Linked DNA regions of Mus musculus: regions 1, 2, 4 and 5 are each linked to region 3. A link is a contact called in public Hi-C and HiChIP or PLAC-seq data. All regions are on one chromosome and are shown on one strand. Each heading gives the region's core, a stretch centred on a gene start, on an enhancer-like site or on the middle of the called end of the contact. The rest is flanking DNA. Distances are from core to core; before and after follow the strand shown. Region 1 overlaps 1700011L22Rik (RIKEN cDNA 1700011L22 gene). Region 2 overlaps Zfp827 (zinc finger protein 827). Region 3 has its middle 77 kb from the start of Otud4. Region 4 overlaps Zfp827 (zinc finger protein 827). Region 5 overlaps 1700011L22Rik (RIKEN cDNA 1700011L22 gene).

Region 1 (4,771 bases), core at 1,573-4,072, 350 kb before region 3:
CACAGAAGTTTCCGGAAAAGAACCAGACGTGGAGTAGAAATACTCAGAAAAAAGAATAAATTCAAATGAATCGATTATCCTCTCTCCACTGTCCTACATAGAAGGAAGAGAGAACGAGAGAGAACTTACTCCAGCAGGAAGAAGAGTGAACCTTACAGCACGGCGTGCGTAAGAGCAGAGAAGGATCATATTTTTATTTTATTTTTATAATTAGAAAACAATCTTCTTCCAAAGGCTGGGGAGAAGAGGTGAGAAAATACAATTTAATTTACTACTTTTATTTCTTTCCATTTTTGCTTTGTACAATATGACATTACTACATATAAAAATGCTTTCAGATTGAATGTCGGTAGCTAGAATGACAGAACCCACAAAAAATGTGCTTTAAGGGGGAGCCATATTTGGAAAAAAAATTTCCCCGTTAAGACTTAGAAACTCGGTCCCTGATTCTGACCATATGCTTCTTGGTGGGAATTGTCTGCCTTGTATCAGCCATCGTGGCAATGTCAGTGACTCTGGGGAAAGCCAGCTGTAGACTATCAGGGTTTTTTTTGTTTTGTTTTGTTTTGTTTTTCCCAACAACTTGGACTAGATTCTGGATTGATTGGCAAAGGTAAAAATTAAAAAAAAAATATTTCAGACCATCTGATATGTTCAAAAGAGTCTGTGGATATATGTGAAGTTGGTGGTCCTGAGGACTGTCACCCCAAGGTGTGGATGTCTGTGAAGTTCGTGGTCCTGAGGGCTTTCTTCAGGTATGGCAGTGGAACTTCATCTCTGCCCAGTTGTTGTTTATGGAAGACCTCAGGCTACACCAGGTTTCTGTTGAAAAACTCTCAATGCAAATGCCTATGTCATATGCCATGAATTTATGGCTTGGAATCTCTCACTTGAGCCTTTTTACACCATCCCTGGTGCGTGCCAGAAAAAGAACAGTTGCCAAAAAGCAGACATTTTCCTGTCTCTAAAAATAAAACTCTGGCAATGCTTCATGCCCCCTGTGCCAAGACCTGGTTCTACCCAGGATAAACAATAGAAGACCAAGCCGACACAAGGCAAATACTGGCCCTAAAGCAGGCCTGTGACTGGCAGCAGAGGCTTAGGCCAGAGCATTTGTAGCTGTAGACCGGGGGCCCATTATCTCCACCCGGATGGTGGACAGCTGCTAACCCCAACCCAGGCCCAGGTGTGGCCAAGAGGGAAGGCCTCCAATTATGCTAGAGGTTTTGTCTCAACTGAGGTCACAAAGTCCTCGCCAAATCCTGCCCTCGGAGCTCTGGAACTGAGTGTAGGCCGCTTGATTGGTGTGGGCCACAGGGAGCTCCTGAGAGGGGACAATTCCCTGTGCACCTCCCTGCTTTTGCCCTCTAGGCCCAGCTGAGAGCCCTCACCTGTGACAGCAGTCCCAACAAAGCCACCCTAGCGAAAGAATACTATACTAGCAACTGGCTTTCCCGTTTGAATTCTCAGCTCTTCAAATGCTCCTGTAGTACACATTCAAGGGCCTGTGCTTTGTCATGACGGTTCAAGTCTACCGTCCATCGGTAACTTGGCTTTTTGCTTCTTTGGGGATTTAGGAGGGCTGAGAGGAGAGGAGCAGACCTAAATATAGCGAATATTCAGAGGCATAATCACTCCATAAACATGCTTCAGAGGGACGGAGTGCAGGGCTGATCCGGATGACAGATGTCACTCACCCAAGTGTCACATCTTAAAGAAAGCTGAATGGGCCCATTTTCCAACAGGACTGGAGTGACGCCTGTTCATACTATAAATATTTATGAAGTCATCATTCTTAGACTGTAGTTTTTCCAGGTAGGTTGCCTTTGATGACAAAGTTAAGCAGTGATTTCCCTGAAATTATGGACTAGTCAGCAGAGCTTGTTTGGTGGGTATTTCACAGAATGGGAAAGAGGAGAAGGCAAACAAGCCTCCAGTCCGTGCAGCTTCTGCATGTGGAAACCTCATTATGTCAGTCATTCTCACTCGAAACGTGACAGCCTTCTCAGGAGTGAGGGACACCACTTGCTTCTACTCATGCAGAGGTAATGACGAGAGGCCAGGATGAACCTTACCGTCCGATTTCAGCCCCCACTACCACCCTGCTAGGAGGGACCTTTTTAGTACTCTTAGCCTGTCTCTTATTAACACACACAAAAAGTGTACCTCACACCATCCCTGCTCATTTAAAAGGAATTCTGAGAATGTGTGGATGTCTGCCTAGGTGTCTCCCTGCATGTTTATGCATAACGCATCCCTTGAGCTGGTTGCCCTGACTGCTGAGGAATGGCGCCCAGAACCCCCTCTCCTGCCCCACCATGGGCAAGCTTTCCACTTTCTCCCAGGAGCAGCCTAACCCCCCTCTAACCAAGGCACCTCAGCGATCCTAGAGACTTAGAACTCCCAACCACACCCCCCCCCAACACACACATACAGAGAGAGAGAGAGAGAGAGAGAGAGAGAGAGAGAGAGAGAGAGAGAAAGAGGAAGGGAGGGAGGGAGGGAGGGAGGAGAGAGAGAGAGGAGAGAAAGAGAGAGAGAGAGAGAGAGAGAGAGAGAGAGAGAGAGAGAGAGAGAGAGAGAGAGAGAGAGACCTTGTCACTTTAAAGCCCGCAGGTTGTTAATCTCCTGAAGGCACCAGTGCACTTGGCAGTCTGCTAAGCCTGCCTCTTTCCTGGAGAAAAGGGTGGCATTTTGCCTAGGATGTGATGCCCAAACCTCAGGGTAGCCCTGGCCCTATCACGTGGATCTGCCCCTCAGGGAACCGTTGCTGATCCTTTGGCTCCAGCCTGGGAAGCCTTTTACAAAGTGAGTCACAGGCTGCATTGACCACCCTATCAGGGGAGGCCAGGGCTGCCATGTATGGTCTGTGCTCGGTGCCACCCACCTCTCATGTCACTCCTACTTTTTTTGCCAGGACAGCCTGAGTCATGAAACTCAGCGCATTCCTTAGGCCTTGGATCGTGTTTCCTTGTTACTACTTTGTCTTTGTTTTACGGAGCACCTGGTTTCATTTTAAAATCCCAAATAAAATCCCCTGGCCAGGGTGGGGGTGGGAAGAGAACAGAAAGAAAGCAAAGGAAAAAAGGGAGGGAGGGAAACCTAGGCTGGTGGTGGAGACAGAGGAAAAGGAGGACCCTGGACAAAACAGGACGGCTACAAGTTAATTCCTTCTGACCAGAGGCTCTTTCACTGCCTGGAAGTGCCTGTGGCTGGTCCCCTGCTGCTTCCCGTCCCGTCCCCCCCTTTTTTCCAGTCTCCTCAATAAACGGACTAATCTTTGATAAACCTGAAGAACTTTCCAAATACAGCACATTATGAGTCCTTAAATCGGCCTGTCTCCTTTATCTTGTACTATAAACCCTAATTCACTGCGTGAGTCAGTATTTTTCCATAAGCTAACTTTTTTTTTTCTGTTCTGTTTTTTCCTATGGGGGTAGGGGGAGTCAGGGAAGAAGGCGGTCTGCATAGAAGGCAGACTCAGCCCTCCCGACATGCTGCTGGTCACGCTGAGTTTCTGTGGCCAGGTTATTTCTGTAAATTTGTCTGTAAAGCTGTTGACATTGATTTTTAGAATGGAAACAGAATTCTAACAAACTCTGGCTTGCATGTAGCAAAAGCTGAACACTGGGGCACTAAGAAAGCCTTGCCATGGATAAATGCCTCCTTAGGAGTGGTGATGCACAGTCACTGGGGCATGGTCCTTGGGTGCCAGCCTGGGCGTCTGCCCAGAGGTCCCCTCGCTCTGCCTGCGCAGGGCAGACTGTTGGAGGCTCCGGAGTGGCCCAGGGCTGCATTTACATTGCACGGTTCTGGCGAGTTTAATGGAAACCACATGAAGGGGAAGCAGACCAGATGGCTCCCAGCGAATGTATTTAGCCCAACCTGGGGCTAAAGGAAAAAAACATATTAAGGGTTGGGTCCTGGGGTGCGGCTAGGGGGTTAGGGTGCGACGTTTGTGTTTCCTGTTCAACAGGAGCCGTGGGTTGGGGTGCAGGCTGGATCGGGGCCCCGAAGCGCCGGGTGGCAGAGGAATGGCTGCCAGCGGGAGGGAACTATTCCGTGGCCTTGCTCCTTTTTGCCAGGTCCCTTAGCGGCTCTCGGGCAGGGCAACCACACGGCTGTGAGGGGACCCCGCCAGGGCAGATGCAGCGGGAAGAGGGAGGCGCAGGCCTATGGGCGCCGCGGAAGGCGGAGCCAGCTGCAAAGCCAGTTTTCCCTGAGTGGAGGGAACTGCTACAGGCCTTCTGGGTCATAGCACAGGGAAAACAGAAAGGTCTTTCTCTGAGGTAGAGGACAGGCTACATAACTCTGGAGCCCACTAAGGTGGAGGTCATGCTATCGTTTGTGAGGTTCTAACAGCAGAATGTGAACCTGGGCACTTTGTAAAGGAACATTAATCATGTTTATGACAAACCCCTTCCCCATCAACACACGTGCGTGTGTGCGCGCGCACACACACAAGAATAAGGGAGGAAGCCCAGGGAAGTTTCTAGCAAGATCTTCCCTATGTGCACAATCCATCAAAGCCTTCTTGGAACTCCTGTCTCAATGGCTTAACACAGACACGAGGTAGGGCTCTAGGTCTGTGGCTTCTTTCTTGAAATCACTTGAATTTGCGCCCTGAGCTTCCACTGGTATTGGAGGAGAATCGATCCGTCCCTGAGTCCTCCGAGGAGCCCAACTTGCTTTCATAATCCCATTGTCGCTGAAGCTGGAGGGAGAAAGGGTTCGATTGTCAACACTCGCGCATCCACAAAGATCAGTTCCC
Region 2 (4,631 bases), core at 1,704-4,203, 460 kb before region 3:
GGATTCCCTCATAGATGAGAGTAAGTATGCATTGCCCAACGCCTCTGAACAGAGCTAGGGTGGTATTTACCTCCGGAGTCTTGTTCGAGGCAATCTGTGGGCAGGTGTCCTCATGTCTTCCCAACTTGTACAATCCCATTTACAGCCTCTGTCATTTTCTGCAGAATCCTTTGGTTAGAAAGAAACTGTTTGAATAACTATACCCATCCGTAGTGGGAGGCATTCAGTCAGGGACTGAAGCAACAGAGCTCTACAAAGGATCCACACACACTCTAGCCATGGTGATGCCTCATTTATGATTCAGCACAGTAAGAGACTAGCAAACACAGAAATTTCTTTTGTTTCTTGTATTTTGAGACCAGGTCTCACTGTATAGCCCGAGCTGGCCTGGAACTCACTGTGTAGCCCAAGCTGGCCTGCAATTCACAGAGATCTGTCTGCCTCTCTCTGCGTTCACTGCCCCACCTGGCTACAACAGTGTATTATAATACAAGTTGTTCAAATCTATAAATAGTCTGTTGTGGAATTATTATTTACTATTTTGGGAACACCGTTGACTGAAGTAACTGATGACATGGAGGTTGAACCCTCAGATGAGGGAAGAAGACGACAGATAGTGTTATCGTAACAACAGTGCCTGGGACGTACTTTGCTTCGTTTCTGTTTTGACCTGAAGAATGGCGAAGGAAAAGGATTTTCTTTCTCTCTTTTCTTACTAACTTTCTTATGTAGGTTTCCAGTGAGTTAACAAGAAGCAGCTAGTCAGTGATTTGGGCTGTCTCTTGTTTCCATGTTTAAAGTAGCTCAGGCTCATTCTGTAAGGCTGAATGGTTGGCCCAGGCACACATCACACGAGTCGTTCCTATGTGGAGACGCCTGCATAGGCTGGGTGCTTACCAAGTGCACACTTAGTGTTCCTGGAAGGGGGGGGGGGGAACACACGTGAGTTAGAACCAAGCTAAACCTTCCCCAGCCTCTGTATTGGGAGGCTCTTGAGTTCTCTTCTTTACTGTGGTTCCGATTCCCTTTCCAGTTGTTAGTTATGCAGGTCAGTGCCTGACAGCTGAACCTAGTAAATTAATTACCATAAAGGAAGCAGCCCACTATGATGAAATAACTGGATGTCTGTGACTACCTATTACGTGACACTTAGCAGTGGACCCTTGTATATCTAGTGGTAAGGAAGGGCCTGTTGACAGACGTGTCTGATGTCTGTCCTGTTACTCTGTCAGACTGCTGTGAGGCAGCAGACTGTCCAGAAATGAGTCTTTGGGTAGACAGGACAAGGAAGGACAGGAACCAAGAAGAGACAGCAACATGCACAGCACTCCAGACTTGGAGGAACAAGTCTACGGACTGCTTTATTCCAGCACTGGTTGGAAGTGTGTGTGCTTAGGTCTTCAAACTGGTTTCCACTCCTTTCTGGTAGAGGCTCAGTGGAACCTAGCCCCAATTTGCAGACCACTAGGACATGGGAGACTCACATTCCGAGGTCTGCTCTGGGTTTTTGGGTGAAGACCCTGTACCTCTGCAGGAGCGACTGGCAGCCTGTTTTGAGACTCCTTCCTAGTGACCTGGACAGCTAAGGCTTTATAAATAGCCCAGTGTGCAGGGAAAATGGCTAGGGGAATGAGTTTGGTCCATCGGAAGAGATGAAGCTGATGTGAAACAAAGCTCTGTTAAATGTCTTCATTTCTTTTAGAAAAAGAACCAATTCTTCCATGATGAGTCCTGTCATTTATTATGAGATGACAGTATCTAGCACCATCACTTTTGAAGAAGGGCATCTCTTACGTGTGTGACACGTAAGGTCACGGTGCTTCTGAGCTTCCCAGAATACCTCTTGCTAGTGCCCATTGCAGTTATATTTTGGAATTATTTCTGGATATGTTTTTAGAGAAAATCTCCCTACACCACTCCAAACAGCATCAAACACCATGTTGTAGGCTTCTTTGTTCTGAAGAATTTCTTGAGATAAATGAGAAATTTCAGCAAAATTATTTTTCAGGCTGAAACTTTTTTTCTGGTATGTGCTATTTTTCCCCCCTTTGGAAAGGGGTGGTACTTTTTTGTAAACTTTTATTTAGTCTTTGTGAGATGTTCATGCATGAGTACACTGTATTTCCATGTAACCACGTTGAGCAGCATGTCTTTAGTCAGTCAACTGTCCTCCACTCTTAACAAATACATGCCGTAATCAGTTTACAAAGGAAAGCGTTTGTTTTGGCTCCGAGTTGGAGATTCTAGTCAGTGAGTAATAAGTCCCATTGTGTGGGCTGCGGCGAGCCAGCAGCATGCTGTGGCGAGAGTGTTCCGACGGAGCATGGTCAGAAGGAAAAGAGAGGAAAAAGAGCCCAGGGTCTCACAGTCACCTTGGAGGGCACGCCCCAATGACCTGAAGACTTCCTCTAGTTCCCACCTGCCTAAGGCACGCCCATCCCTTCTGTGCCACTTGGGGATCAGCCTTTAAGACACGGGTGTTGGAGGCACTTGTAAGATAGAAGCTAGAGCATAATGCGGGGCACCAGTAATAATCTGTAAGAAGGAAAGTTATTCTTTACTTTATCACCACAAAACTTGCCTTCATCAGACTGACAAGATGCTAAATTGAGTAATGGAAAAGATGTGAGACCTGTAAAACATTTTTAAAGATTATTATTATTACTATTATTATTATTTACACAGAGTCCCTACATAGCCCTGGCTGTCCTGGAATTCACTATGTGGTCCAGGCTAGCTTTGAACTTATATAGATCCACCATCCTCTGTCTACTTAGTGCTGGGAGTAGAGGCGTGCCCCACCTCACCCAGTCCTAAAACATTTTAAACCTAAATTTACATTGTTCTTACGCTTCTCCTTGCCTGCAAACTATGGCTAAGCGTATACTAGCAGATTTGTGTGAAGTGGTTAAGGATTGGGCTTGCCAGATGCTGGGGACCTTGACTGCAGAGGCAGAGCGCTCATGTTCCATCCCAGAGGGCTGCAGATTGGAGGGAGACAACCCAAGGGTTGACCTCTGACCCTACACATGTGCAGTGGCAGAGGCACACACACACACACACACAAATAAGTAAATGTAAAAATACTGTTAAGTAATTTGGAGCTATTAATAGGAAGGTATTTTGTCTATTTGTTTTATTAATTCTTTCTACTCTCCACATTCTCAAACTCACGCTGCTGTCGTATCTGACAATATAAAAACAGCGGCACGATCAGACTAAAATTGGAAACTACTTTTTCTTTGCATATTTCTGAACACATGGAAAGGTTTATTGAATGTGCATTGCACTGCAGATATAAATACTTCAGGTTGTGCTTTACAAAGGATTCCAGATTTTTTTTTAATGCTATCTCAATGAAAGAAAGAAAGAAAGAAAGAAAGAAAGGAAGGAAGGAAGGAAGGAAGGAAGGAAGGAAGGAAGGAAGGAAGGAAGGAAGGAAGAAAGAATTTTTCCTGAGCCAGGTTTTCTCTCTGGAGACAGAGACAAGATGCGGAAGGATCCCAAGTTTTTGGACAGCCTGAGCTCCCCTGAAGGCTGGGGACATGGCTGCTTCAGTGAGCTGGGGGGGGGGGTGTCATGATTCTGATGCACAGCAGGGTGTTTTGGTGTGCACCTGGTATCCAAGCACTGGGGAGAGGGGGTGGAGACAAGTGGCTCTCTGAGGCTCAGCGACCGGCCATTGGTCACTGTCCCACCTCCACTGCCCCAGCCTCTGCAACCACTGACTAATCTATGGTCGGTTTTAGTAGAGTTGCTTACTGGGGACTCTTTGTATGCATGAACTCATGCTTACGTGGCCCATCTGTCATGCTGTAAAATTGGTTCTTGTTGTTAAATAGCATGTTATTTATTTTGGGAGTGGGGAGCTCTGCTGTGCAGGTCAGAAGACGGCCGGTGGGAGTTGTTTCTCTCCACCAAGTGAGCCCAAGGATTGAACTCAGGTTGCGGTGCTTGATAGCAGGCATCTTTACCTGTTGGCCTATCTCATTGCCTCCTAGGTATCCGTCCTGTATTCTTATTCTACGGCTGAATGCTGCCAATTGTATGGCTACATTGTATTTTCTTTATTTTTTTACTGGAGACATGGTCTGTGTTCCAGTCTTTGTTACTATGGACATTCCTGTACAGGTTTCTGTGTGGACGTATGGTTTAGATCCCTAGGCACCTTGTAGTTGGTGAGCTGAATGGAACTCCCTTTAACATTTTGAAGAGCTCCTAAGAGTTTTTTCCAAGGCAGCAACAGTATTCTGCATCCCCTCTGCATAGCCTTCTGAAAACTCGTTGCCATCCGTCTTATCAGAACCACCTTGACGGCACAACCTAGCAATGTCACTGTGGGTTAGATTTGTCAATCCAGTGAAGGGTGGCACCTCGTGGAGTGAGTTGCAGATGCTACTTAACACTTGAACGTCTTAGATTTGTCAATCCAGTGAAGGGTGGCACCTCGTGGAGTGAGTTGCAGATGCTACTTAACACTTGCACGTCTTTGAAGAAACATCCATTCGAGTTCTTTGTCCAGTCTTTACATGGGTTACCTTTTAAAGAAATAATTGGCTTGTGAAAGCTTCTCATGTTCTGGACGTAAGCCATCCCGGAGAGATGAGATTTCTTTCTTATTTTGCCGGGTT
Region 3 (4,249 bases), core at 462-2,961:
CCATCATTTCCTGGGAGGGAAACGTGAAGCCTCTCATACCTGCATAAAGCTATGCTCGACAGGTATTAAAACCCTTTAATGCACGCATGCACTTTGAACCAGTTTTATTTCCATAATTTAATATTAAGAAAAAATAATCTATGGGAGCAAAGATCTAGCTACACATATTTTTTTCATAGCCTTAATTAATAATGGCAAGAATTAGAAGCATACTCAGTATTCAGTAGGGAAATGGTTTAATGAATTACAGTACACCCATGTTATATAATATTGCATGGCAACTTAGAAGAAAATTGCAGAATATTTAATAATGTGAAAAATGTTTGCATGTACTCCAGTTTAAAAGACCAACCTGGCCAGCACAATAGCTCAGGAAATAAAGGGGCTGGCAACAAAGCCAGAATGGCGTTATACAAATTATCCTCTGATATCTACCATGTTCCAAGTCATGCATACATCCCCACTCATAAACACATACACATACATAAAATAAATGAGTGTAAGAAAAAGAATATTAACCTGTGCCCCAAAGATCTGCTTTGTTAAAATCATGGTGAATTAATTGTATTTTCTATATTTTTTTCAATAAGTTAAGGTTATTTTCACACTTGATGTTTTTATTTGTTTCATTCATTTGTGGCTCTCTGGATTGAACCCAGGCCCTTGTGTCTGCTAGCCTAGGCTAGCACAACCGATTCTTTACATTTTAGGAAGAACAGCTTACTAGCATCTTTACAACAAAGTACTACTACATTTTGTCGGGGGGAAAAATAAGAAGATCCTGAAATTGAAGGCCTGTCCCTGGTCGTTATGAAATGACCTCTTGTCTTGTTTGCTACATATTGTGACTTGCCTGTTTATTTTATTTTCCAAAGTCTCACTAAGTAACCCAGGCTATCCAGAAACTCACTATGTACACCAGGCTAGCCTCAAACTCACAGAGGTCTGCCTGCTTCTGTCTCCCAAGTATTGGGATTAAAGGCATGCACCACTATGCATTTCTCCTTTATGTCCTAGTTTTAAGGCCCTAAAGGCCTTGGCACAGGACAGACCCCAGAGTGTTCCAGCTTTGTGACTATGCATGCATCTGAGCCTCTATGTTACTCTGCATTAGCACATTTAACTGATGACCTTAGCTGAGTCGCATTTTTTTAAAAGTCAAATTGACTTAGAGCATTGCTCATTAGATTTTAAGTACCAGATGATTCATCATTTACGGTAAATCTATTAGATAGATTACTCCGCAAGATTCACCACTGTCAGCATGGCAGGCCTGCCTGGAAATTAAGGATAAGAATGGAAATTGAAGGAGAGAGATTCCTATCTGCGATTTGAAATTTAAACTTAGACAGCTATGGCAAGCATCCGAGCCTGAGTCAGAGGGCCAGGGCATCTGCCACATGTCTGAGACGGTCCACTCTAATAATAGCCCAGGATCCCCTTTGAGAAAGGTGAATGCCTTGCTTCATAAGGAAAAGTAAAGCTTGCATGTTAAAATCCTTTAAGGAGCGTTTCTTTGCCCTTTAAAAAGACATTCACCGTGTAGCTGGGCTGCATATGTGATCCATGAAACTTAACAATCGTGGAGTCTCCGAGGGTTAAATATAGCTTCAAACCAACAACAGTTCGGCCGGGGGCCCTAGCTCACCAGATGTTATTCCACTAATAGTGAGTGATCTCACCCCTGCTGTGGATGGTTATTCATCTGGGAGAGAATAAGGAAAGTGAGACAATCATTACGTCACCTTTTCCTGTACATTACCCTCCCTGCAGCTAAGAAGGAAGCGTGCTGCTGAGGTAGACCGTGCTGCTGAGGTAGATCTGCACTAAGTCATGCTCTTGCAGGTCTGAGAGGAGGGACTTGCCTTTGGGAGGGTCGCCCTTGCCCGCTGGAGCACTTGGCAGTGAGCTGTAACCCTCAGCCTTGCTTCCAGCAGCTCACTCTTTTCTTCTCTTCCCTGAAGCAGCTATCTCACTGTCCTCAGATGGCCACTGGGGAGGCAGAGATGTTTCTAGAAGCATAAAAACTTCTGAATAATGGAGTAAACTTTTAAAATAACGCTCATGAGATCATGTCTTTTCTCGTTCGAATGACTCATCCGGGCTACCTATCAAGCCACAAGTTCAAGCTAGGATAAAATTAATATATAGATAATACTGTAAAAGGGGGCAAGCTATTATGCTATATTACATATGTAATAAAAATAAATATTACACTATGGAACAAATATCTGTCCACAGATATATGCATTTTTATCAAACCAAAAGCAGGACTGGAGAGACGGCTCAACTGATAAGAGCGTATTCTGCTCTCAAGTCAGATCCCATCACCCATGCTGGGTGGTCACCATGACCTGTGACTCCAGTTTCAGGAAATCCAACGCCCTCTTGTGGATTCCATGGACACTGCACCCATGTGCTCGAATCTAACACCCCCACCAACACACAAACACACATACACACACTCATACGTGCAACTTTTATGTAAAAAATAAAATAAAATAAATCAGGATCGTTAGAAAGCTCGTGTTTCTTAGTTTACAACTTTAACTCCCTCCTGAATTTTGTTTCAGCTCTCCTCGGAATACAGGAGCAAGTTGGCACCATGCAAATTAGCGAATGTTCTCAAAGGCCTCAGCTTTCTGCAAGGGGTTAACCGGACTTTGCCTTCCTCTTGTCTTACCCATCTTTCTTAGAATAGCGCTGCAAAGGAAAGGGGCAGTCACAAAGGACAGCAACTGGATGACTGACTGTGGGCTCCTGGCAACAAAGCCTCAGTTTCTCCTAAGCCCGTCCAGCCTCCTCAAGGCCACTGTGTTGTTGCCTCCCATGAAGGAGTCTGGTGGCTGAGAAAATATGCGCCCAAAGATAAAGACTTCACATTCTTAACTTCTGTTCTCTTCTCTCCTGTGCTGACCCCTGCTCTCTATCTGCCAACTTCCATACACATTTTCTTCCAAGAACACTGACAAGAGAAATAAGGTTCCTAGGCATGGCCCCCAGAGCCACCGCTTTCTCCATTTCCTCTAGATGCAAAGGTACCACTTGTAATATTAGAATAATGAGAGGACCAGGGAATGGTGAGGTGGCTCAGCTGTCGGGTTATGCCTGGAGTTAGACGCTGTCAGTGTGTGTGTGTGTGTGTGTGTGTGTGTGTGTGTGTGTGTGCATGTGTGTGTGTGCATAAATTTCTAGAATCATTTGTAATGAACTCTGAGAAATATTTTATTAGGTAGTAAGCTTTGAGTGATGTTTTTCTCATTCTTCTTAGTAGTTTCTATATTATAGTTGTATTTAAAACATACACAGATTTGTAATGGAACAAAGAGAAATACTAAAAGCCAATTTTAATTGGATCAATTACTATATTTTTTCAGAATAGATGCTGACCCAGATTCTATTTACCAACTCCAGAACAGTTCCCTTGGTGGGGAAATCACACCTCATCAAATCCCCACCCTTAGAGTCCCCTCCAGCTTCTCTCTGTGCTTGGCAAGGTGGCTTGCTTTGACCAATGGTGCTACAGTAAATATGCGTACACGGGGGTTTATACCAACACTTTCTGAGATCTTGTGTGAAGCTGGTGATTAACGAACATATTTCAGAAGACTTTCATGTTTCCCTTAGTTAATCGTGTGTGTGTGTGTCTGTGTGTGTGTCTGTGTATGAAAGACTGTGTCTGTGTATGTGAATGTGTGTCTGTGTGTGAGTGTGTCTGTGTGGAGTATCTGTGTGTGCCTGTATGTGTGAGTGTGCCTGTGTGTGTGTGCCTGTGTGTGTGTGCCTGTGTGTGTGTGCCTGTGTGTGCATTTGTGCCTGTGTATATGAGTGTGTATGTCTGTTTGTGTCTCTATGAGTGTATTGTGAAAATGTGCATCTGTGTGTGACTGTTTGCAGGTTTCTGTCTGTTGCGGGTTTCTGTTTGTGTGTGTCATGTGTATGTCTGTGTGTGTATGTATGTCTGTGTGTGTGCCTGTGTGTGAAGTTTTGTATATGTGTGTCTGTCTGTGTGTGTGTGTCTGTATCTGAGTGTGTCTGTGTGTGGGTTTGTATGTGTATGTCTATGTATAAGTGATCTTGTTTATCTGTGTATGAGTGTGTGTCTGTGTGTAAGTGTATCTTGTGTGGGGTATCTGTATGTGTGTGACTGTATGTGCGAAAGAGTGCCTGTGTGTATGTCTATGTATGTGAATGTGTGTCTGTGTGACTGTATTGTGAAAGTGTGTCTGCATGTGTTTGTGTATGTTTG
Region 4 (4,288 bases), core at 571-3,070, 490 kb before region 3:
TCAACAAATTCAGTACTTACTGTGTCCTTACACGCTGGCCTGGACACTGTACAGTTTTCTTTGGAAGCTTTTGTTTCCTCCATAAGGTATTGTGAAAGTGCTTTTTATGACTAGCTACATAAAGGATTTGGAAATGTTTCCAGATCCCTCAGGGCTGTCTTACGTCTCATGAAGTATACGACTTCCCCAGGAGAGCAAGCATACAGGAATTGTGTGTGAGAACTGGAGGCTCAAACTGAATGGAAGAGGCAAAGAGGGCTGAGAAGATGAAGAGCACACATTAGTCATGGAAAGGACCTAGGCCAGGGGTCACATGGAAGTTCTGCCCTTCCCCAGTTGCCATTTAGAGAGCTGTGAGCACTCAGGAGACCCTCAGCTGCCTGGCCTGGTTCCATAAGGAGGTTGAGTCTAGATACTCTCCAGAATTTCTCCAAACCTTAAAGTGCATGAACCCAAGTGTCCCACATCTATTACCCTAGAAATGGCATTGATGGCACATCAGTGACACCTGTGAGATACTCCAGCGAGCCTATCGTGCTATAGGCCAGCATTTCTTCTCTACAGAGGTTCAAGAGGAACTTCAAAGCATGTGTTGGCTCAAGAGAATCAAAATTATAACAGAAAAGCTCTCTTCTGTCAGGAGAGGAGGGTGATGCAAGGGCCAGGTGGTGGGGACAGTATTTCTCTCAAAGTCCACACTAAGCCACATTAGCTCAAATAAAATTCCAAGTGCCAATGTGAACCCAGTTTTGCCTTTCAACTTATTCTAAATTGCCTAAAACGGAGCACAACAAGGTTAGGCTACTGTGGAAAAGGAACCTCAAGGAATCTTGCACATGGTGCCTCTTTTCAGTGAGGGCCCCACCCCCATCCCTCTTTGATTTTGGAATCAGAGCTCCTCTGTCCCATTTCTCCTCCCAGAGTGGCTGCTGGAGCCTCTCTTCCTGGCTTACCTCCTCTCTGGGGTCGGGAGATGTGAGGGTGCTTCGGAAGTGGAATCCATCCCGTGGCACCGAGCTCAGGGCCATGAAGTGTCCTGCCCAGTGACCTTTACCTCCTGGTTCTGGGCATGCCTGTGTTGACACCTGTCAGGAGCCCTTGAGCTTGTGACCTGAGGCCTCCACGGGGCCTCTTCCTGAGTGACCCAGGCTGAGAAGCTGGTGGGGAAGCTTCTATGAGAAAGCTAATGGAAGGATCAGTGCCCAGAGAAGTCCTCCTGTGGCAAACAACAGGAAGGGGCTCTGTTGGAGGGATGGATGGGGTGTTTCCTCACCTCCGCCCTCTGCTGGGGTACAGGAGAAGCCTTTGCACTGACAGGCAGGACTCCATCACAACTGGAGTTTTTTTTTAGAAGTTTTTATGGCTATTTCTGTTGAGAAACACAGACTTCAAAGGGCCCAGAATATCTTGTGTTGTTTTTTGCAGAACACCACAGTGGGGCACTGTGGCAGCGGGACCTCACAACTAACTTTTAATTTCTTTGCTTTTGTTGGTCGCTTAACATTATTTAAAGTGTGTTTTGGCTGGTGAAGAATGCTTTTGGATTTCATTCAGAAGGCATAAACAGCTGCAGTAAAACTTATTCTCTTGGAAAGGAGACATGAGCAGAGTGGCCAGGTGGTCAAGAAGATGGACAAGTGAACGTTTAACTCTACCGCGACCCAGGTTCAAATCCCACCCCGTCACCCCTGACCTATGGAGCGTCAGTTTTGTTGCAAGTGCCAATTGCTTACGTTCTTGTTTGTTCAGAGCACACACAACTCCCCCAAATCATTTGGCACAGATCTCTACCATTGGCAGTCCCAACATGAAGGAGGGCCAGCCCTGAAATAGCAGGGTGTAGCAGGTCAATACTGAAGCACGTTGGCGGGATGAATGGGGAAGTCACAAGTTTATGAACACCTGCCAGCTTGAAGCTAGGTTTGGGCCAATCCAATGAGTTCCTCACTCTTTTAAGCACTAAATCTGGTAGCGACAGGATGAAAGAAAAGTCTCTTGCCATTTTTTACGGGTCCTGGGTACAAGCAGGTTCGGAGCTGTGTGTGAGTGGCTGCCCTTGCACTTCACAATGGACATCTTCTAGACGCTGTAGTGACATTTGAACTTGGTTTCCTCCTGCCCAGATGGCTTTTCTCTTGTTTTTCTTTCTTCATATGAAACTGGGCTCAAGATACTTTTGGGTGTGAGGGTGTTCTATCTCCTCTTCTGTGAAGCTGGAACACCCTGGAGATGTGTGTGTGTATGTGTGTGTGTGTGTATTGGCAAACCAGCAAATTCTCTGGGTGGCCATCACTGGATCTGCACTAAAGATTGTTGTTCTGAGAGAATGAAAGGTTATGCCCTTTGATCCCTAACTATTGATTACATAAGTTTGTTCTCAAGGTCTATCAAGTAAGATCCATTGAATAGCTCATTAGAACAATTCTACCCAAGTGAGCATTGAGAGGGTCAGGATAGACCTAACCTCCACAGACCCACTCTGTGTTTCCGGACTGATGTTATTTTATCCAGGGCGTCACTGAGAGCAGCCTCTCTGGTACTTTTCTTCCCTGGCCCTGTATGAACTGAGGGACGAATGTGTGACGAACGTGTGACGGACGTGTGATGAACGTGTGGCGAACATGTGGCCATGCACACAGTGACTAGTCCGACTCTTCTTGCTTCTCCGGCAGGTTCATCAGCATCAGGACCGGGGAGAGACTTTTCAGTGCCAGCTGTGCCCTTTCACATCCTCACGCCACTTCAGCCTGAAACTGCACATGCGTTGCCATCAGCACTTCCTGAGGACAGAGGCCAAGGTGAAGGAGGAGATCCCAGACCCAGATGTCAAGGGATCTCCCCACCTCAGTGACAGTGGCTGCCTGGGGCAGCAGAGGGAAGGAGGAGGGACAGAGCTAGTGGGGACCGTGATGACGTCTAACACGCCAGAGAGGACTGGCCAGGGTGGGGCTGGCGTTGCACCTTTGCTGGTGAAGGAGGAGCCCAAGGAAGATAACGGCCTGCCCACCTCCTTTACCTTGAATGCTGCCGACAGGCCCGCCAACCACACAAAGCTGAAAGACCCCTCCGAGTATGTGTCCAACAGTGCAGCAGTATTGTTCAGCCAGGACATCTCGGTTAAGATGGCCTCCGATTTTCTCATGAAGCTGTCAGGTACTTGCTTAGGGTTGTGTCCCCCCTTTCCCCATCTGTACAATAGGATGGTAGGATTAGATGCTTCCACAGTTCCTTGAGCTCTAGTACTTCACACTTTGATAAATTTTCTTTTTCCTTCCTTCCCACCTTCCCTTCCCCTGTCTTATCCCTTTTTTTAAAATTTATTTATTTATTTATTTTTATTTTTATGTTTTGTTTTAGTACTCCTTTGGAAATAAGCGTTACTTCTGCTTGGGTCTGGAAACAATGGGGATCGCCCCTTCCTCCCGCCTGGATTTGGGCTCTTACTCAGTGGGCACTAGGGGAGTAAGCGAGGCTTGTGTTTTGTGCTTCCTAGTTCCTTTGCTTGCTTTGTGCTGGTGTCTCTGAAGTGTGTCTCCCTTTTTTTGGTATTCAGGCTCTTTCCTGTTTTAATTGCAAAGCTTTTTTTCTTCTTTCTTTCTTTCTTTCTTTCTTTCTTTCTTTCTTTCTTTCTTTTTTTTTCTTTCTTTCTTTCTATCTTTTCTTTTTTTTTTTTTAAAGAACATATAAAGAATCTACCATGAGGAATTACAGACTTTTCTAATTTAAACAAATGTTAAAGGTTATTGTGAGTCTCTCGGGATCTTTGCATTGGGGTATACATACTGAAGATATCCTGGTTTAGACATTTTTTTTCAGGTGTACATTTTAGTGGCATTAGCGTTACATTGTTGTGTACCCATCTCTGGAAACGTGTCCCGCTCTCAAGCTGCATCACCCTGTGACAGAGTCCCTGCCAGCCTTCCCCTCGTTCCCCGCCAACCACTATTTACCTTCTGTCTCTATGAACATGGCTGTTGCAAGCATCTCCACTAAAGTGGAATTTAAGAAAAAATTTCAAGAATCCTTTCCCAACTGCCCTAATGCCCTTTGAAGAGAGGCTGATGTGTAAGTTATGAAATATGTCTTGCTAGTAGACATTGTTTCCCTTTGCTGGCACACTGTAGGCTTCTTACTTTTCAATGACTTGATGAACTAGCAATGATGCATGGGGCTGGGGCACTGGTAGATGTTTTTCTTACTCTCTTGCAGCAATAACACATGTAGGCCTTTGCTGGTTTCGAAAATACGATTTTAAATTTTAAAGGCATTGTCGAGGGTGGAGAAAGGT
Region 5 (4,406 bases), core at 1,156-3,655, 340 kb before region 3:
CTCCAGCATCTTGCCGTGTCCACCATCTCCCTGGCATCTCCAGCATCTTGGCGTGTCCACCATCTCCCAGGCTTTGCTTTTACTCCTGTATATTGTGGCCCCTCAGGGCCTCCCCTCAGAGCCACTCTGACCCTGGCATGTGTTGGCTCACCTTAGGGTCTCTCTAAAACTGCACAGAAAGAACCCATAACCTCTCCAGTCTTTCATCTTGTCTCTCAAACCAATACCACGTGGATGGCTCTTCCCTGGGCCTGCCAGCTTGGCTTGCGCTCTTCCCCGTGTGAACAGCATTAGCATCAGCTTTTGTGTGTGTTTGCTTTCTAGGACCCGTCCCCCCGCAAAACACATAGTTTGGCTTTTCCTTTCACAAACTGGAGCTTTAGCTGCTCAGCATCTTGCCCTGCGGACACCGTTCCTGTCATTCTAATGCAAATGCCTTTCTGTAACGTGCTGCCCTCCTTAACAATCACAGCCTCTTCTTTTGCACTGGACTTTCAATGACGTCAAGCTTCTGGAGTGTTCATTCATCTCCAAATTGCACATTTTCTTTCCTTTCTGCCAATTTTTTGCTCCTTTTCATGGTAGATCTGTATGAGAGGAATCAGCACCAGCAGGCCCAAGCTCTGTTATGCTCTCTCGAAGCTTCTTCCACCAAAGAAATCAGTCTGCTAGCTTTTATTTTAGCTTCAGGCAAGTTCTTAGAACACCGGCAGAATGCAGTTTGCTTATTTGCCAAATAATGGCCACTATAGCACTGTTTATAGAGGTCTTGTTCCCCTCTGAAGCTTCAGGTGCTGGGCCTTCCTATCCACATTGCTCTTGGTACTATTTTTTAGCATCCCACTAGAATGCCCCATTGGACACTGCTTACAGTATTCAATAGATTTTCCAGTCCTAAATTCCAAAGTCTTCCACATTCCTCAAACAACAACAAAATAGTGTCAAGTTCTTCAGAACAACAACCCCAGTTTTAGTACCAACTTTTATTCAAACCATATGTACATATGTTGCACATTTGGGCTTTGCCCAGCTTCAGTCCATTAAGAACCTAGGACAAGAACTGCATAAGCAGTACTGTGGCCTGCTCAGTCACTGCATTTACAGTGTTACCGCTGTTACATGGAATGCTAAGAAAGTATCATTGTGTTGCCTTGTCCAGCATTAATATGAGAGGTGGTACCTAGTTTTACTGCTTGACATCCATAGAGGCTGGAAATCTGAAGAGAAATGAAAGAGGGGTGGATGGGGAGAAGGACTTGGAGGGGAGGAAAGAGGGGAAAATGCCTCCTGGATGCAACATATGAAAGAATAATAAATTAAAAATGAATAAAGAAGACAAACAGAAGAGAGAGAGCAAGAGAGAATGAATCATTGTGGGAAATGGTAGAGCAAACAATAACCACTGGTGGCCAGTTGTAGAGTGTGTTGTATAAGAGTAAAGACTGGGAGAACATCAACTCAGGGGAAGGCATGTTTTGGCTCTTATTTCAGCATTCCATTCCATGGTGGCTTCTGCCATTGCCATAACGGGACAGAAGGACATGCAATAAGATGTATGGAGAAGCAAAGCTGTCACCATGAGGCAGTCAGGAAGCAGAAGTGAGAGAAAACCTCAGCTAGGGGCTTCCTCATTTCATTCCTCCAAACTCTCAGCTTTCATGTGGTGCTGACTAAGCTCAGCGAGGGCATTTCTGCCCCGTCTAAGCTCGGCTGGAAAAGTCTCCACAAACACACTCAGCAGCCTTCTCATCTAATCTCTCAGGCGGCTCTCAATCCAGTCAACCTGGCGATCAAGACAGACGATCACAGAGGATTCTGCTTTCTTTTGAACTCTGTGCCAGACACTGAAGATCCACGACAAATACTACAAGTTGTTGGCTGCAGGAAGCTTGTTTTTAGAGAGACAAAGGTAAGCAAACAGAGAGAAAGGTAGAGCTCAGATAATTGTGTTCCTGAAAGAGCGGTGGGTGAGGGTCCTGAGGCAAAAGCTGGCTTGGTGTTTGCACATTTTCAAGTGAAGACAATATAGCTAGAAGACATTGAATAAAATGAATAGGAAATATGGGGTGGCACTGGGGCCACATCCTCATGGCCCTTCAGGCTTCGGTAAAGGAAGTACGATTTAACCCAAGCCTGGCAGGAAACAGAGAAGAAATGTCATCTTCTTCATGTATTAGTATCTCCCTGTTTGGGAAAAAGACTAGGTTGGCAAAACATGACAGGCAAGATGTTTTTGTTAGTTCTTGTGGCTTTCTGAGGTTGTTTTTAGTAGGGAGAATGTGTCACAGGATGATTAAAATGGGTCCTCTTGGACCACCACCCATCTACCTCTGGACCTGTACAATAGCCATCAGACCACAGGTCATCACTAGGGTTAGCTGGTTTTCTAAAGGCCAAAAACAGTCATGTAAATGGAATGAGATTTGTGGTACTCAGGCCAGAGGCCCTGGTCAACTTGTCTTCCTATAAAGTGAGTCTCAACCCTCCTAATGTAGCGACTCTTTTATACAGTTCCTCGTGTTGTGGTGACCCCAACCACAAAATTATTTTTGTTGCTGCTTTATAACTGTAAATTTGCTACTGTTATGAATGATAATGAAAACATCTGATATGGTCTTAGGTGACCCCTGTGAAAGGGCTGTTCAACCCCAGGTTGAGAACCCCTGCTGTAAACAATGTGAGCCAACTCCTTAGCTCAGCAATGTGAGTTTGGCCCTGCCTGTAAGTACATAGTGTGCTTTAGTTTTTCTCTTTAACACAAAGGGAACAAAATCTTGCCTGATTTTAACCACAATGTAAATGGCTATCTTTCCTATCATCGTGTATCAACAAACCATAGAGGAACACTGAAATTCCATCTCAAACTCTTCTCATAAAGTCAAGTTTTATTAGTAAAAGAGGGTATCAGCACCACCCGATGAAAACATTGAAGATCTTTATCTCTATCCGTTAGCAAATACCCACAAGGCTGCCCAGCGACTCTCTCCACCACCCAGCTCTCCCCATTAGCATGCTACAACTTTAAATAGTTCATCAAATGGGCAGAATACCAGATATGTTATGGTGTGCTCAAATATCATTTGTGATTATTAACCATTTAGGGACTCGGCTCTGAGAGATGGCCATTATGCAGGACAATCTCTTTGTTTCTTCCCCAGAGTCAGACTAGGTGGCAGGACCGGCAGCTGTCACCCTTCTCCAGAGTGCAGCTGTTGCTAGGATGTGGTTGAGCAGTCAGAGTTCTGATCTCACACTGAGTGTAAGGAAGGAATGTTACTTCCAGGATCAAGGGAGGAAAGAATGGGCGTGTCTTCCTTAGCCCTGACTCCTTGCCTGCAGGTCGAGACAAAAGGCTCTAGGATGCCAAGGGAACACAAGCCTACACATCATCATTTTGGCCTTTGTATAAAGAAAGTCATTCTTTAGTTGTATAGAAATACTGAAGGTGAGTGAGGGTTTAATGTATTATTAAACTACTTAATGTATTAATGTATTTAATATAATACAGTTAATGTAACTAATGTACTATAAAATATCTCTTGTTAACTTCAAATGGCTAAGATAGAGTGGGCGAGACTAGCAACCAAGAATGAGCAGCAAATGATTCTCTGGTGTCTCATTGAGCGCGGCATGTCCAGCCGAGCTCAGAGTTTAATCAGTAAGTGCCGGACTCTGCTAGAAAGCACAGTCTAGAACTAATATTGAGGAAGGGAAACATCTCAGAGTAACTGTCTCTTTTACAAGCAATATATCTTGAGTAGAACATGGTTAGTCCCTTGTGAGGCAAGTGCAAACCACATAGATCATACCCCGGAGTCTGGAAGTAGAGGAGAAAGATGCAGAAAGACGGTAGAATGGGATTCTTCTCTCATTACATTTGAGCAGAGCTTGATGTAAACACATGGATTCCAACCACAGATGATAACATCTTTGTGGGAGCCTAGACACCCAAGGGGAAACTTCCTGCACATCACTGAAATGGATGACTCAACAGCCGACACACTGAAGATCCAGAAAAGCCATTTCACTTGCTCAGTGCCAAGAAAGATCTCAGCCTGGCATTTTCTCATGGGGTAGGAGAGAGCAATAAGTGAGTCTCTGGCCACCCAAAAGTCTTAATTTTCTCTGAATCTACTCAGAATCTTGGTACTGAGGGAAGCTAGGGACAAGGAGCAGAGGCAAGAACCCAAACCAGCCAGGGTCTAGAGCTCAGCAAAGAATCCTGGCTCTTGCTTCCTGTTTCAGGTGTTCTCCCAAATGTCTTCTCGGGAGCTTCTGGGGACTTGTCACTTGCAGAGCACCTCTCCTGACCCACAGGGACCTCAGTACTCCTCATGCTCACCACTCCTCAGAGCTAGCTCATGTGGGTGCCCCACAGATAGAAAATGCATCAACAGAGGAGATGC

Evidence for each region. HiChIP or PLAC-seq counts read pairs in DNA pulled down with a chosen protein or histone mark. Hi-C and Micro-C count contacts between places; a contact is called where the count stands out from the background.
Region 1: a Hi-C map of uterus shows a contact between it and region 3, with 3 times the contacts expected there. The contact joins two enhancer-like sites. A contact is called at or near these places in 1 of 15 datasets of contacts at CTCF or cohesin (the NIH/3T3 cell line), 3 of 484 Hi-C or Micro-C datasets (the 3T3-L1 cell line, the HL-1 cell line and uterus) and 4 of 115 datasets of contacts at active chromatin or transcription factors (astrocytes, cardiomyocytes, embryonic stem cells and 1 more).
Region 2: a contact with region 3 is called in an H3K27ac HiChIP or PLAC-seq map of embryonic fibroblasts, with 7 times the contacts expected there. The contact joins two enhancer-like sites. A contact is called at or near these places in 2 of 115 datasets of contacts at active chromatin or transcription factors (astrocytes and embryonic fibroblasts).
Region 4: a contact with region 3 is called in a Hi-C map of uterus, with 7 times the contacts expected there. The contact joins two enhancer-like sites. A contact is called at or near these places in 1 of 15 datasets of contacts at CTCF or cohesin (the NIH/3T3 cell line), 1 of 484 Hi-C or Micro-C datasets (uterus) and 1 of 115 datasets of contacts at active chromatin or transcription factors (astrocytes).
Region 5: a contact with region 3 is called in a CTCF HiChIP or PLAC-seq map of the NIH/3T3 cell line, with 6 read pairs. The contact joins two enhancer-like sites. A contact is called at or near these places in 1 of 15 datasets of contacts at CTCF or cohesin (the NIH/3T3 cell line) and 2 of 115 datasets of contacts at active chromatin or transcription factors (cardiomyocytes and embryonic stem cells).

What each region holds. Positions count from the first base shown.
Region 1 is chr8:79,206,044-79,210,814 of GRCm38.p6, forward strand. 1700011L22Rik (RIKEN cDNA 1700011L22 gene) reads right to left here. Exons shown (of 6, transcript NM_026315.1): 6 at 4,387-4,714. The coding sequence ends at 4,607. Among named protein-coding and RNA genes, the nearest start is that of Gm30271, 6.5 kb to the left of the region's middle. Within about 2 kb of position 2,823, at least 255 of the 459 cell types and tissues checked have an H3K27ac peak or open chromatin away from gene starts, as enhancers often do. A contact at or near this core is called in the HL-1 cell line, the NIH/3T3 cell line, astrocytes and 2 more, where this site is marked.
Region 2 is chr8:79,094,903-79,099,533 of GRCm38.p6, forward strand. The region is part of intron 5 of Zfp827 (zinc finger protein 827); the gene reads left to right. Among named protein-coding and RNA genes, the nearest start is that of Zfp827, 69 kb to the left of the region's middle. Within about 2 kb of position 2,954, at least 43 of the 459 cell types and tissues checked have an H3K27ac peak or open chromatin away from gene starts, as enhancers often do. A contact at or near this core is called in embryonic fibroblasts, where this site is marked.
Region 3 is chr8:79,560,485-79,564,733 of GRCm38.p6, forward strand. No RefSeq gene overlaps it. Among named protein-coding and RNA genes, the nearest start is that of Otud4, 77 kb to the right of the region's middle. Within about 2 kb of position 1,712, at least 132 of the 459 cell types and tissues checked have an H3K27ac peak or open chromatin away from gene starts, as enhancers often do. A contact at or near this core is called in the HL-1 cell line, the NIH/3T3 cell line, astrocytes and 3 more, where this site is marked.
Region 4 is chr8:79,073,386-79,077,673 of GRCm38.p6, forward strand. It overlaps Zfp827 (zinc finger protein 827), which reads left to right. Exons shown (of 15, transcript NM_178267.3): 4 at 2,673-3,153. Among named protein-coding and RNA genes, the nearest start is that of Zfp827, 47 kb to the left of the region's middle. Within about 2 kb of position 1,821, at least 9 of the 459 cell types and tissues checked have an H3K27ac peak or open chromatin away from gene starts, as enhancers often do. A contact at or near this core is called in uterus, where this site is marked.
Region 5 is chr8:79,224,161-79,228,566 of GRCm38.p6, forward strand. The region is part of intron 2 of 1700011L22Rik (RIKEN cDNA 1700011L22 gene); the gene reads right to left. Among named protein-coding and RNA genes, the nearest start is that of 1700011L22Rik, 22 kb to the right of the region's middle. Within about 2 kb of position 2,406, at least 53 of the 459 cell types and tissues checked have an H3K27ac peak or open chromatin away from gene starts, as enhancers often do. A contact at or near this core is called in the NIH/3T3 cell line, where this site is marked.